Linked DNA regions of Mus musculus: region 1 is linked to region 2. Evidence: chromatin contacts called from public HiChIP or PLAC-seq data. All regions are on one chromosome and are shown on one strand. The core of a region is the stretch at or near the end of the contact, and the rest is flanking DNA. Distances in the headings are between cores, read along the strand shown.

Region 1 (6,663 bases), core at 335-2,834, 50 kb after region 2:
GAACTCTTGAAGCTTAGTGAACCAAACGACTGATACATTAGCAGGAGGCATAGAAGCAGTTTGCGTATTTGTGGAAAGTGTTGAACCAACCTTTCCCTCAACTCATAATCTAATGACCATTAAGGAAAGGCACAGAAATCTTTTCTAGATAAGAAAATGTTTCTAAGCCAAAGTGGTGGGTAATACTTATAATCGCCACACTTGGGTGGTAGAGACAGGGGGAATGGAAGTTCAAGGTCACCCTCAGCTATGTCACCTACAGGCGTCAAGCCCAGGCTATGGGATGGAGATGCCTGGGTTTGAATCCCTCCGTGTGACAGGCAGGGCAGTGTATTTACTGTTGAGTGACTCATCTTAGCCATCTGCCTTCCTCATAATGAGAACCTGGACCTGAGGGATCTAGAACCGGGCCCCATGCACAGAGAGACCACAGAAGGCTCAGCTACAGCAGCAGTGTGGAGTCTGTGCACACCCAGGGCTTAAGGAGTAACGAGTTAGGGAGACCCCACTTCCTGCTTCATTTCTTTCTTTGTTTTTGTTTTGTTTTGTTTTTTAATCTTAAACTGGGTCTCCTGTAGCTCATGCTGGCCTTGAACTTGCCATGTAGTTGACCTTGAATCTGCTCCTGGTCCTGCTGCCTCTGCCTCCCACGTGCTAGGATGAGCCACCATCCTAGTTTGATACCAGGAATCTGACTTTGTTCAAGCTGGGCAAGTGCTCCACCCTCTTGGCCCCCATCAGACCCAACTTCTCTGAACTTTCCTCTCATCTTGTTAGAGAATGGATGTATTGTGTTCAAATGTCAAGAGCGGTAAAAAAAACCCAAAAACAATGGAACCTTTTTTACTGAGACTGTAAAAGAAAGGTGTCCCTGCTGGAGATGTGCTGCATAATCTAGAAGTTCTTGTGGAGGAGTCCCGTGGGGCACAGGTTCGAGGCTTCCCTTCAACCCCACCAGTGGGCAATCTTGACCTTTCCGACTCCCTTTTCAGGGTGAGGAGGCCTCTGAGACATGGGAAACCCACAGGCTAGGTCTGTGCTTTGGGTCTAGGGGTGTGGAGTGTAAGAGCCAGCACTTCTGCTGCCCTACTACTCACCAGCCATGGGGGTGACTTCCCTTGTGCTGTGTGTGCCCTCTGCAGACTCTGTCCTTGGGTCCCCAACTCCTGCCTGCTTCCCATCCCACCCCCCACCTGCACAAGCCTCCTGGTGTCTCAGGCACCTTGGTCAACAGCGCCAGCTCCTTCCAGGGCTCTTTACAGGACTCCTGACCTTACTCACATGGAACCTATAGGTGGCTCTGAGTCCCTCAGGCCTCGCCTCAGGTGCTTCTCCTGGGAATCACAGGAGTGGCATCTTCTTACCTGGAATCTTTTGCCCTTGGATCCTTAACAACGAAGAGCAGAATAAAGAGCAATGCCAACACAGTCAGAAGCAGGAAAGCTTGCCTCTGGGAAAGTCCTCTGCAATATCTCGTCATGGTGGATGGCTGGTCCCTAACAGCATGTATGATGAGAGCAAGCTTCTTAAAGCAGCAGTCAGATCGCCTGCTCCTTCAGGTGAGAGCGAGGGAGCCCTGCCCTTTAGCGTGACTCTTAGCTTTCATGAAAGCACAGGTGAAAATGAGGGGTGGAGTATGCTTTAAGCTAACTTGATGGAAGGAAGAGAAACTCCTACTCAAGCAAGTTTTGTTTTGTTTTGTTTTTTGTCTCTGAAGCCAAATTCCGGAAGCTATATGAGACCATGTATCTGTCATAAACAGCCTCGCTTTTATCTGGTCATTTCCTCTCCCAGCCTCATCCATAAGTAGAAGAAGCAGAGGTTTCCAGCACACTTGGCTGTTCATGGGAGGAACCCCACAAAGTCATCATCGCGGGTGTTAGCCTCTCTGGGGTTGAGACTGGAATGTCACCAGGAAGCAGCACATCTGAGACTTGCTGTCATCCAGGGATCATTAAAGGCTTTACACAAAAGTTCTTATGGAGGGCTGGGGAGAAGGCTCCATGGGTGAGAACACAGGCTGCTATTGCAGAGGGTTCAGATTCAGTTCCCAGCAGTCACGTGGTAGCCCACAACCATCTGTAACTCCAGCTCCGGGGGGGTCTGCTGCCCTCTGCTGCCCTCCATGCACAGATACACACACACACACACACACACACACACACAAAGTGTGTGTGTATACACATATGTGTGTGTGTGTGTATATCTATATAATGTGTATACATTATACATATATAGCCATATTTAAAGGTGCTTATGGAACCTGTCCCCAAAGAATCTATAACCAATTGTCACCCCACTGTCATAGTGGAGAAAGCAGCCTTTGTGTACCAGGTGGCTCCAGAGTGCAGAGCACACCACTGCTGCAGATCCAGTTTGATCGGTCCCAAGATGGCTTTCTCAGCCTCTGCACAGAATGGTCCAAGAAATCATTCATTCTATCTGAATTTAAAGAAGAGAGAAAAGAAGCATAAGGTCCAGGGTAAGGCCTCAGTGGGTCAAACACTCCCTGCACAGCCATGAGGACCTGAGTTCAGGAGTCCCAGCACCTACGCCAAGCCAGTTGTGGTAGCACATGTCTGCATACCCGGTGATTCTGTGCCAAGATGGGAGATAGAGAAAGAAGACTCCAAGAACCTCATTAGGCCAGCTAGACTGGTATAAACCAGAGTGGCCCTGCTTTAGACAAGGTGGGAGATGTGACCCAACACTGGAGATGGTCTTCTGCACACACATACAAACATGTCCATACACATACACACATGCACATACACACACAAACACGCACATACACATGCACACACCCATGTGCACACATATACAAACATGAACATACACACACACAAACATAACTTTTGTGTAATACAATATGGCGTAACACAATAAAATCATATTTTCAGAGAACAGAAGTATGTATGGATTACTGGTTAAAGGGTCTTGGATGCTGTACAGTACAAAACACTCGCACTGCTAAAGGTGTTACTTGGAAGGTGAGGTTCTGACGGTGGATTCCTGGCCTCATTGCTCATTTCTCTCTGCTTTTGTTTCTGTCCCTAAAACTCTTGGGCCTTCATCCACAGCATGCACCAGTGTGTGCCTCAACCACCCTCCTAGGGATGAGAGAGTGCGAGCAGATGCCTAAGAAGCTGGGCTTGCAGGGCAAGGATAGGTTGAAATCTCACAGTGTCTACTGCAGCTCCTGGCACCAGAATAGTAGAACTGTAACTCCAGCTTTCCAGGGTGTGTGTGTATGCATGTGTGCGCATGTGTGTGTATAAGCATGTGTATGTGCATGTATGTGCGTGTGTGTCTAAGCATGTGTATGTGCATGTGCGTATGTGCATGTGTGTATAATCATGTGCGTGTGTATATGTGCATGTGTGAGTATGTGCATGTGTGTATGTGCATGTGTGAGTATGTGCATGTGTGTGTATTCATGTGTGTATGTGCATGTGTGTGTGCATATGTGTGTATGTGCTTGTGTGAGTATGTGCATGTGTGTATGTGCATGTGTGTATATGTGCATGTGTGTATATGTGCATATGTGTGTGCATGTGTGTATGTGCATGTGTGTGCATGTGTGTATGCATATGTTCATGTGTGTGTTCTGTTCTGTGTCTGTCTCTCTATCTCTCTGGCTTCTGTCTGTTTCCGTGCAACTCTAGAAGCACTCTCTGAATAGGCTCATGCCTACTCCTTGCTCTTGGAGCTGGGCAATGCCCAGTTGGTGAAGTGTTTTGCAAGGGTAAAGACCTAATTAGTTCAATCCTCAAAAGCCATGTGAAAGAAAACAGAGGCCGGGGGCGGAGGTGGAAGGGGGAAGCACCAGGGGCAGGAACGCTGGCTCAGCAGACTAAGATCCCTGCTGTCAACCCTGGTGGTCCCCAGAATCCAGGTCCAGGTGGAAGGAGAGGACCAACCCCCCAGGGCTGTCCTCTGACACCAGTGCTCCAGCCCAATAGTAAAAAAGTCAAATTGAAATCTAAAAGCAGGGCATGGTGATGCATGCTTATAATTCTAGCAATGGGGAGTCAGAGACAGGCAGATCCCTGGGGTTCAATGACCAGCACAGCCTACTTGGAGGTAGGAGACCAAAACAGGAATAATGTGCCTTGCAGGTTAAGGGTTGTGTTCGAAGTTAAGACAATTACAAGGAAGTTCCCATTTGTCCCATGGTAAGCTCTTGCAAGTTAAGGTTTCTATTTGTTATTAAGAAAAAGATCTTGTTCCTTAGATCTGATGTCAACTGTTTGCAACCCCATTCACCTGGTGTACATGCTAAGGTGTTCCTTCCCTTCGGTTGGATCTAACAATGTATAACAGCCAACTCCCTCCTGTGTACACCTTATCTCTCCTATAAAAGGGACTTCAAAAGGCCAGCGGGGGCTGCTTTCACAAATCCCGACTTAGGGTAAGACAGGCTGGCCAGTCTCAGGTACACCGAAAAATGCAGCTTGCTTTAATTGGACAGTCATGGATTTGGTTTCTTCTCCTTACAGTTCTCAGGTTTAACAGTGGGTACCCAGCCAATAAGAGTTCCTGTCTCAGCAAAAGGGGATGGCTAATGGGAGTGACAAGCTAAGTTGTCTTTAATCTCCACCTGCATATGCTTGCACTCACCCCCCCCCACACACACACACATGCACACACGAACATGCATGCATACACATGAGAGCTGTAAGTGGTTTTATAGTGATCGAAGGGCCAATGTGTTAGACTATGCAATGACGCCGGGCGTGGTGGCGCACGCCTTTAATCCCAGCACTCAGGAGGCAGGCAGATTTCTGAGTTCGAGGCCAGCCTGGTCTACAAAGTGAGTTCCAGGACAGCCAGGGCTATACAGAGAAACCCTGACTCGAAAAACCAAAAAAAAAAAAAAAAAAAAAAAAAAAAAAAGAATATGCAATGGCAATAGACACAGGAGTGGTGCTGTTGCCTAGAGATGACATGTCTCATTGCTCGGTCCTAGAGCTGACTGTAAAGACGCTTCTAGCTGTCAAGGGATGCATCTGATGCTAACACAAGGAATGCCACAAAGTCACACACACAAGAGATTTATTGGGGTGGTAGTATGCTACAGGCTACCTCTGAGCAGGGATAGGAAGGGGGAGACTTGAACATGTAGGCTTTATAACAGGTAAGGCACATAGGAAGTGTATAACAGGTATGACACATATGCATAGGAAGTGTAAGGTATGGCTTCCCCATTTGTTCAACCGCAGTACTTTGCTGTCTGCACTTACTCCGGGCTGGTGTTCCGGGAGTGAGGAATTGCAGTCTGAGGTTCCGGGAACTGCCGGAGCTGGCTAGGGGGTCCTGGGCCATCTGGTTCTCAGGTCTCAGGCATCCAGGTGGATGCCACAGAAGAGTTGAGAACAGAGTCGGGGCCTGCGGGCTGGGTCTAGCCCAGGGCCTGGGAAGAAAATGGGGGAGCTCCGACTAGTCCTAGGGGAGTCCCTTGGCTTGGCAGTGGCGTCGGTCTTGGGCTTGGCTTGGCAGAGAGGTCTTCTATGGAAGATTAGACGGTGGAGGCTCTATAGACAAAGGCCTCCATGACTCTCCATGGCTCCCCACGGTGGATCCTAATGAGAAGAGGCAGTCTGTGGTTTTAAGACATTTATTGACATGGAAGAAAGTGGATGAATAAAAAAAAAACCATGCCCCACTTCTCAGGGCTGGCCTGAGGTTAAATACCTTTTGCAGGGAGGAGTATCTGGGAAAGAAAGCTTATTGGCTAAGCCCTCCAGACCTTTTTTTTTTTAAGATTTATTTACTTATTATAAGTAAGCACACTGTAGCTGTCTCCACATACTCCTCCAGAAGACAGAGTCAGATCTCGTTACAGATGGTTGTGAGCCACCATGTGGTTGCTGGGATTTGAACTCCGGACTTTCGGAAGAGCAGTCGGGTGCTCTTACCCGCTGAGCCATCTCACCAGCCCAGCCCCCCAGACCTTTAGGTAACTCATTAAAATGGAGATCTGTCTTGAGCCTACATGACCGTCTTCTACAAGTGGAAGGGTTTGGGGTGTTGCCCTTACATGACTGATGGCCACAAATCTATGGGGGACTGTGGCTAGTGACAGGAGCCTGGTGCCTGGGAATCAGGTGAAGTACCTACCGTCCCTTCAGGGTCACCAGGTTTTCTAGCCTTAGCCCAACCAGAAACCAGGCTGCCTTTCACAGACCCAGAAGGAAGAATATACAACGCTTTGACAGTGGAAACGTGGCACTTGGCTACTGATGATGAAGTGGCCACAGTCTCTGAGTCACTGAAGCCAGGCTGGGGGAGCATCTCATTTCCGTTTATCAACAGGAACATACTGTGTGCACACACACAGGAACACACAAACACACGGAGGAACAACAAGCCCTGTATGCCAATGTCTCCTTCAAATGCTGGCACCTGCAGTCAAGACCCTAATCCATCTGCCTGCCTGCCTGACCTGGTGGACAGATGCAGTGTACAAGGGGTAGATACTTTCTTACTCCAGCATCAACCTGAATAAACGGTCCCTCTCCTCTCACCTGTCAGACCCAATGGCTAGCTGTGGTGCCTATTTGTGTGCCAAAGTGCACGCTGGCTTCCAGGCTAAGCATCACAGCACATCACAGTCCCTGGATCCGGCCTGGAGGGATGGCTCAGCGGTTAAGAGCATTGTCT
Region 2 (7,353 bases), core at 2,531-5,030:
TTACCCCGGCAACCAGAGCTCAATGTGCTGGCCAAGCCCTGCCCATTTGCCTGGTTTCCTGTTTCCACTCCGTTGCCCTAGAATGCCTTAATGTCTGCTTCCTTGGATTGTAAAGGATGGAGGCACACCCTAAGTGGTTAACACAAGCCCACAGGGAAGGACCGTGTTTCCCAGGGTGGATTCTGGGGCTGGGGAGATGGCTTAGTCAGGAGTGTGTTTGCAGTGCCCGCTTGAGTGCCTGAGTCTGAGCCCCAGAGCAGGCAGATCCACTGGGCCCTGAATCCCCATCGCTTACCTGAATTGTCGAGCCTCAGCCGCTGGGAGGCCCTGTCTCAAAACACAACATGGTTGGTCTTTCAGGGAGCAGCAACTCATGTGGGCCCTCTGACCTCCCCATGCGTACACACACACACACACACACTCACGCACCTCTGTGTGCACACTCAGAAGATAGATTTCAAAACCTGGCTGTCTCAGCTCTGCTCTATGCTACCATCTTGGGTCATGTGACCTGGGCTGACTTAACTTCACTCCCAGTGAATTCTCTAGAACACAAAAGGGAATCACAGTAGCGAAGCCGTAAGAATTGGCACACGTGAACACGCCTGCGACGGCTCCAGACACATAAGAGCTGCTGGATCTGGAGAAAGGTTGGGTTCTTTGTGTGGAGGGACTATTTCTGTCTCCATTGCCAGGCAATGAATGAGCAGGGTACTAACTAACCCTCCTACACATGCACATTGGGTGTCTCCAGATGAGCTGGGTTAGTGACCAAGATGGCTGCAGTTCTGCTGCCCAGGAACCATCACTTCCTAGTGGTGTGACTTTGTCTCCCCTCCTACCCTTCACTCTGGACTGGCTTTGTGACTTTTTTTCTTTCCTCCAATAGAATGTGGCAGAAATTGTTGTTGGGGCTCTGCTTCCCTGCCCAGCCCATAGTTGTGTGACAGGCCAGAGGTCACAACAGGTAGACTCAGAAACTGCTAAGGGATGGAGACCTCAAGCAACAAGTAAGCTCAGAGAAGATCAGACTCTTGCTCCCAGGCTTCAGTGGGAAAGCTCATTTAACTGGGAGAACGAAGGCTATTTAAACCTTTGGGGGAGTAGGTAGGCATCTTCAGGGAGAGTGTACATTATTGGCCAGGGCCAGGGTATGTACAGGATGCCTCATGACATAGGGAGGAATTTCAGATACTTCTGGACGTAACCTTGTAAGAAGAAGTCCACCCTGGCTGCCAGGCTATGTGACATCCTCCAAGGGGCAAAGGTGGGGGTGCGGGGCTGCTTGGTCCTGGATATGTGAGCATGGGGCACAGATCCTACTCTGGTTCATCTCAGGATGAGATTTTCTCGGTTTGGACACATCTTGACCACACTCTTACTCTGGACTGGCTCCGATGTTCTCATAGCTCCCTGGCTCCACAGGAAATGATATCTTATGCCTTCTGAGACATGGCCAGACATGTGGCTGATACCATGCAGGACAAGCTTCGGTAGGCAGATGAGCTTCCTGGAGATGGCCCACTGGTTTGCTCTGCTGCCCTGGGTGTACCCTGGAGAGGCACAGCCCCAGGGGCTTCGTCCCAGGATCGCTTCTTGCTACTGATGCGCCTGCTCATGTTTGTCATCGCTATCTTCCTCATACACCTGACATGGTGTGAGTAGACACCGAGAGACCCTCACTGTCTACAGCCTGGTGTGATTACTTCTTGGGAGATAGCCCACTCTGTTGGGCAAGTTTCCCGAAGATCAACAAGAAGATACATTTTTAAAGATAATATTGTTTAGACGAATTAATGATTTTTATGGATTTCCTGATTTGATGTAAGTAGTTTTAGGAAGTTAGTTTGATTTTTAAAAATTTGGGGAAGTTAGGGTGGTTGTTAGAAAGCTTAAAGTTAGAATCAAGAATAGAGTGTGGGGCTGGTGAGATGGCTCAAAAGTTAAAAGCACCGACTGCTCTTCTGAAGGTCATGAGTTCAAATCCCAGCAACCATATGGTGGCTCACAACCACCCGTAACAAGATCTGACGCCCTCTTCTGGTGTGTCTGAAGACAGCCACAGTGTATTTACATATAATAAATAAATAAATCTAAAAAAAAAAAAAAGAATAGAGTGTGCTCCTTCCTCATAGACTAGCCAGGGCTGCATAGGTTAGAAAGAGGACTATTGTGAGCTTTCATGGATTACCAGTACATAATTGTAGTAGCAAGAAATATAAGCTTGGGACAAGTTAGTGATCAAGGAAAACACTTGTTCTAGGTTGGGTCTGAGTTCCTGGATCCTGCGATGTAGGGATGTGGTCACAGGTTTCCTTGTGCACCATGAGAAGGAAGGTCATGAACTCTGAGGAGGTGACTTCATTATGAATGTAAGAACAGAGACTAGATGGTTAACCAGTTTAGCGGAACAAAACTTCAAAAATAAGACTTAAGAGAGATGACCTGTTTCTTAGTAAACAAAATTGTTGTCAGCCGAGCATAGGTAAAGCTCTCTAGCATGGATTTGGCTTGCTTAAGCTTTGTTAACCTATGGCGTGAAAATTATTGCTTTGGGGTTACAATGAACTCATGGGGAGAAAGACAGATAAAAAATGCAGAGTTAGGTATAAGTTTCAAAAGAATAGGCAATCAATAATCCCGTAGTAACTCCTCTTTTGTGTAATGACCTTAATCTGTGTTTTGAAGAATATTTTTTTGTGGTGATCGTTTTTAGAGAATATGTAACTGCTCACATAGGTGGTACAGACAGGAGAAGAGGAAAAATAAAGTTGTTAGAGCCTGCTCATTGGAGTCTGGGCCATCCACCAAATATGTGCTTATAGAAAATGGTTGGAGCCAGCTCATTGGAGCTTTGCTCCATTCATCCAACCTGTCTGCCTGTCTTCCTGCCCGTCTGTCTATCTGTGAATTTTTTGGAACTTGTTTGTGGGTCTGCGTTTTGTTTCACCGTTGGAACACCACTTGTGCAGATTAAACGGAGGGGCACTGGCTACATTCCATTCCTACTGCCATGGGGATGTGGCTCGTGGGGCACGCCAACACACAGCTCAGGGGAACAGAAGGCAGCCTCCTAAGATTGGGATTCCAACCCTGTTGCCTGTGCCCTGGACAGCTCTCCCCCAACCCTACCTACTCTTGGGGCGTTGTGGGGGGGTGGTGAATTGGCGCAGAGTCAGTAACACAGATCTCAGAAGGTGAGCACGGCTGCAAGCTCCTTTAATACCCTCCACCCACGCCCCATTGGTCCCAAGAAAGCATCTCTTCTAAACCGCAGTTCCTGATTGGCTAGCACTGTTTGCACTAGCAATCGTTGGTCTCTCATCAGTCCTCAATTAGGTCCTCCGCAGGAATGCAGGTCTCTCAGGCAGTCCTCAATTAGGTCCTCCTTCATGAGCTGCTTATAGAGCTGCACGGCCCCCAGCATTTACAGACAGGCGGACCACCGTTCCTGCTTCATAGCCCACGGCTCTCTGGGTGAGAAACCGCGTGGGCTGGGGTTGAGGCTGTGGCTCCCAAACTCCCGGACACCTGCGCAGAGGAGCCGTCTGTGGGAGTCTTAAGAGGTGAAGCTCGGTAACAAAGCTTCCCCCAATAGCGGTTCTTGATGAGAGAGACAGTCCTTGCTTGTTTGTTTACTCACGGTGGAAAATGAATGCATACATTTTACTCAGGACCAACGTTAAAAACTTTTTTTGTTGTTGCAGGAGGGCGTGTCTGAGAAGGGAAGCTTATTGGCTAAACCCCGAGGGCCCATCTAGATACCTCATTAGCATGAAGAACGCTGGGTTCTGTTACATGACCAGTTGCTATGGTCCTCTTCGTAGGATGGCAGGGTCAGTTGGTCCAGGACAGGAATCTGGTTGGGAGCAGATTTAAATACCCTCGAGTCTCAATTATGAGAATTGCCAGGGTTCCTTAATCTGACCTTACCAGTTTTTCTGTTTGGTGACATGGTTCCACTTGCCCCACACTTGTTGGAATTTGCTTCATCTACCAAATGTGTGTGTGTGTGTGTGTGTGTGTGTGTGTGTGTGTGTGTGTGTGTGTCTGTCTGTGTGTGTGTGTGTGTGTGTGTGTCTGTGTGTGTGTGTGTGTGTGTGTGTGTGTGTGTGTGTGTGTGTGAGATTTTTCTTTTCCTTTCTTGCCAGCCCAGAAAATTTTGTTCCCTCTGATAAAGTCCACTGAGTGACTTTTCTTCAACTCCACTATTGGCCCTCCTTGGTTTACTCTGGTGTTGAAGCTGTCTGTCAGGAGAAATGGCCCTTCAGATTTTGTTTTTGTCTTCTCAGGACCTTCTGCCACCCTGTCAGAAGGCTCCATCTGGCCTGATGGTGGATGAGAGAGGGGGAGGGTAAGGAATCCTGCTGAGGGCTAGCCTCAGTCATGACCATTGTAGATCGTTGGGTTCAGTGTAGCCACTGAAAGCCTGTTAGTTGAAAATGGTACCCGAGTCAGAGCAGAAAGAGGCTGATGCAGTCTAAACTGCGGACCTATAAAAGTGTGAGCAGACTCATGATCTCTTTTCAAGGCTTAAGGTTTTAGAATCCCTTCTGGGAGCCTGACAGACAACTGAGCTGTCATTCTTGAGCCTGTCTATGGCTGCTGCTTTGGTTCTGGGGCGGTAGATCTTCTTTTATGGATTTTGGCTGAGCCTCGAGATATTGTATTTGTTATGTGTATGGGTGTCTGTGCATGTGTGCTGTGTGTGTGTACATGTGTGTATGTGCATAAAGTATTTTCTTCTATTGCTCTATATTTATTGAGGTGGGGTCTCTCACTGGACTCAGGGATTCCCCCCCCCCCCCCCCAGTGCTGAGAATGAGGTCACACCCAGGATTTTATTAAGTGCTGGATTCCAAAGCCAGGTCTTTAGGCTCACATGACAAGCACTTAACTGACTAAACTATCTCAGAAGTTGTCTGTTCCTTTACATCACCTTTTGAGACTCCTTAGACACCTGAGCTGTTTGCTGAGGACATGCAGGGCTTCAAGTAGGCATTGGCAGAGCACTGCTAACTCTGGAGAGCATCCAGGCAGCGGAGGGAAAAGCCAGCTGAACACCAGAACTGTCAGTCACTGAAGCAGACTTAGGAAAGCACCAACTTTAACCAAATAATAATGAGTCCTTTCAAGGGAAGATTCTAAAGTTTCTACTCCTGGGGCCAGTGAGAGGGCTCAGTGGGGGAAGCTGCTTGCCACACAAGCCTGAGGAGCTGAGTTTGAGTCCCAGAAGCTATGTAATTGTGTAAGAAGGCCCATCCCATAAAATCCTCTGATGCCTTCCATATGCATGCTGTGGATGAGTGCCCCGCATCATACACATACGCCGCTGCCAGCGGTGACGGTGACAGCAGCAGCAGCAGCAGCAACAGTAATAACAATAAATCTAGAACATTTACTATTCCAGACCCAAACATTTAAAATTCCATGAAGAGCATGTGATCTGTGTGAAAATCCTAGTAAGGGGGAAAAAAGAAAAAAATAATAAATTATAAAACAAACAGAGTTGCACATAGATCCCTAGCTATAGAGGGGGCGTGGCAGAAGATGGTGGAAACACACAGTGACTGATCAACAGAAGCAGTCGTCAGGTTGAAGGTGCAGGTTAGAAGAAAGCTCACAAACCCCCAGTTAGAATTTCCTTGGTAAAGAGAAATAGCTTGGGGCTGAAGAGATGGCTCAGCGGTTTAGAAGGGGGAACTGCTCTCAGAGGAATGTTGTTCTGTTCCCAGCACACTGGACAGCTGACCAGCACCTCTCACTGGGGTGCTGAGACAGGAGGATTAGAAATTTCAGGTTTTCTTGGCTGAGTTTGAGGCCATAAGGCCAGTCTGGGATGCCTGAAACTGAAGAAGGAGAAGGAGGAGGAGGAGGAAGAGGAAGAAGAGGAGAAGGAAAAGGAAAGGAGGAGGATGAAGAAGAAGAGGAAGAGGAAGAAGAGATAAAGATGCTGGGGAAGAGGGGAAGGAAGATGGTCCATATGCCTTTAGGTTTTCAAAAGGAAAATGGCGGCCATACCTATTGATTTATACCATAAGGGACTGGAAATTACATCACTTCATAGTTAGCAGTTATCCCTGCTAACAGATGCTGACAAGACACCTGCCTAGGAAGAGAGGACTGAGTTCAGGGCCAGTCCCTGGGGAGCCGGGAGAAGGGGCCTGTACTGTAGCTCAGGAGAGGCAAACGTTTCAAAGTATGCTTCATTTTGAGGATCTGGATGTGTGCAGAGGGGGCTCGAAGGTTCTACTGCGACCTGTCTGAGATCTAAGGATGGCCTCGGCTGGCTCTCCATGCTAAATTCCCTAAACCAATTCACTCAGTCCAGTTCATTATTTCTTGTTCACCTTCAGAGTGCTTAACTGAATGTGGGGATGACTCCTCACCGGATGATTCTGGATTAAGAGCCACCAGGAGACACAACCTCTAGTTGTATCTGTGAGGGAATTTCCAGAAAGGATTGACTGAAGAGGGGAGACCCACCCTCCAGTGGGTGATACCACCCCATCTCGGGGCCCAGGATGAATGAAAGGGGTGAGGGAGGAGACAGATGGGTACCTGCCCCTTTCTCTCCTTCTAGTCAGCGGAGATGTGAGTACAGCTGGAAGCCACTCCTCTCCCCACTGTGATGGATGCATCCCTGTGTCATGACCCAAGATAAACACTCCATCCATAAGATACCTCTGCCTTGTCAGACTGGAGGCAGAGCAGGTAGATCTCTGTGAGTTCAAGGCCAGCCTGGTCTATGGAGATAGTTCCAGGATATCCATGGCTACACAGAGAAACCTTGTCTAGTAAAACCAACCAACCAACCAAAACCCCCACAAACAAAGAAACAAACAAAACAAAACAACAGCACCCCCCCCCAACATCTTGTCATGTTTGTTTGCAGCATTGAGAAAAGTATACAGCAAATTTTAGGGATACATCCATTTCTTCATTAGAGTTTGGGAATTTTAAAATGGTTATATTATTATTATTATTTTGTTACTGTCAATGTGTGCATCTTACACGTGTATGTGCACCATGTATAGATGAATGATGTGTGCATGTGTGTGCATGGTATGTATGGGTACATGCCACAGTGCCAGTGTAGAGGTCAGAGAACGATTTGAATCCATTTTGTCCCTCCACTGTGTGAGACGCAGAGACAGAACTCAGGCAGGGCAGACAGCAAATGTCTTTACCCACCATGTCATCTCCTGGGCCCCTGCAACTTTCTCTTTTGTTAAGGTTTATTTTCTCTTATGGGTATGCGTGTCACACCCTCAGAGGCTAGAGGAGACACTGGGTCCCCTGAAGCTGGAGTCACAGATCATTGTGACCTACCTAACATGGCTGCTGGCAACT

Evidence for each region. HiChIP or PLAC-seq counts read pairs in DNA pulled down with a chosen protein or histone mark.
Region 1: a contact with region 2 is called in an H3K27ac HiChIP or PLAC-seq map of embryonic stem cells, with 6 read pairs. The contact joins the promoter of St6galnac1 here to the enhancer-like site in region 2. A contact is called at or near these places in 6 of 39 promoter capture datasets (cranial neural crest, embryonic stem cells, frontonasal cranial neural crest and 3 more), 2 of 15 datasets of contacts at CTCF or cohesin (the NIH/3T3 cell line and embryonic stem cells), 11 of 484 Hi-C or Micro-C datasets (the AtT-20 cell line, the HL-1 cell line, Sertoli cells and 6 more), 11 of 115 datasets of contacts at active chromatin or transcription factors (bone marrow-derived macrophages, differentiating embryonic stem cells, embryonic basal ganglia and 3 more) and 4 of 9 other capture datasets (adipose tissue, embryonic stem cells, liver and 1 more).

Annotation. Positions count from the first base shown.
Region 1 is chr11:116,773,923-116,780,585 of GRCm38.p6, forward strand. St6galnac1 (ST6 (alpha-N-acetyl-neuraminyl-2,3-beta-galactosyl-1,3)-N-acetylgalactosaminide alpha-2,6-sialyltransferase 1) reads right to left here and starts at 1,585. Exons shown (of 9, transcript NM_011371.2): 1 at 1,365-1,585. The coding sequence starts at 1,480.
Region 2 is chr11:116,722,006-116,729,358 of GRCm38.p6, forward strand. No RefSeq gene overlaps it. Among named protein-coding and RNA genes, the nearest start is that of BC018473, 26 kb to the right of the region's middle. Within about 2 kb of position 3,781, at least 38 of the 459 cell types and tissues checked have an H3K27ac peak or open chromatin away from gene starts, as enhancers often do. A contact at or near this core is called in differentiating embryonic stem cells and embryonic stem cells, where this site is marked.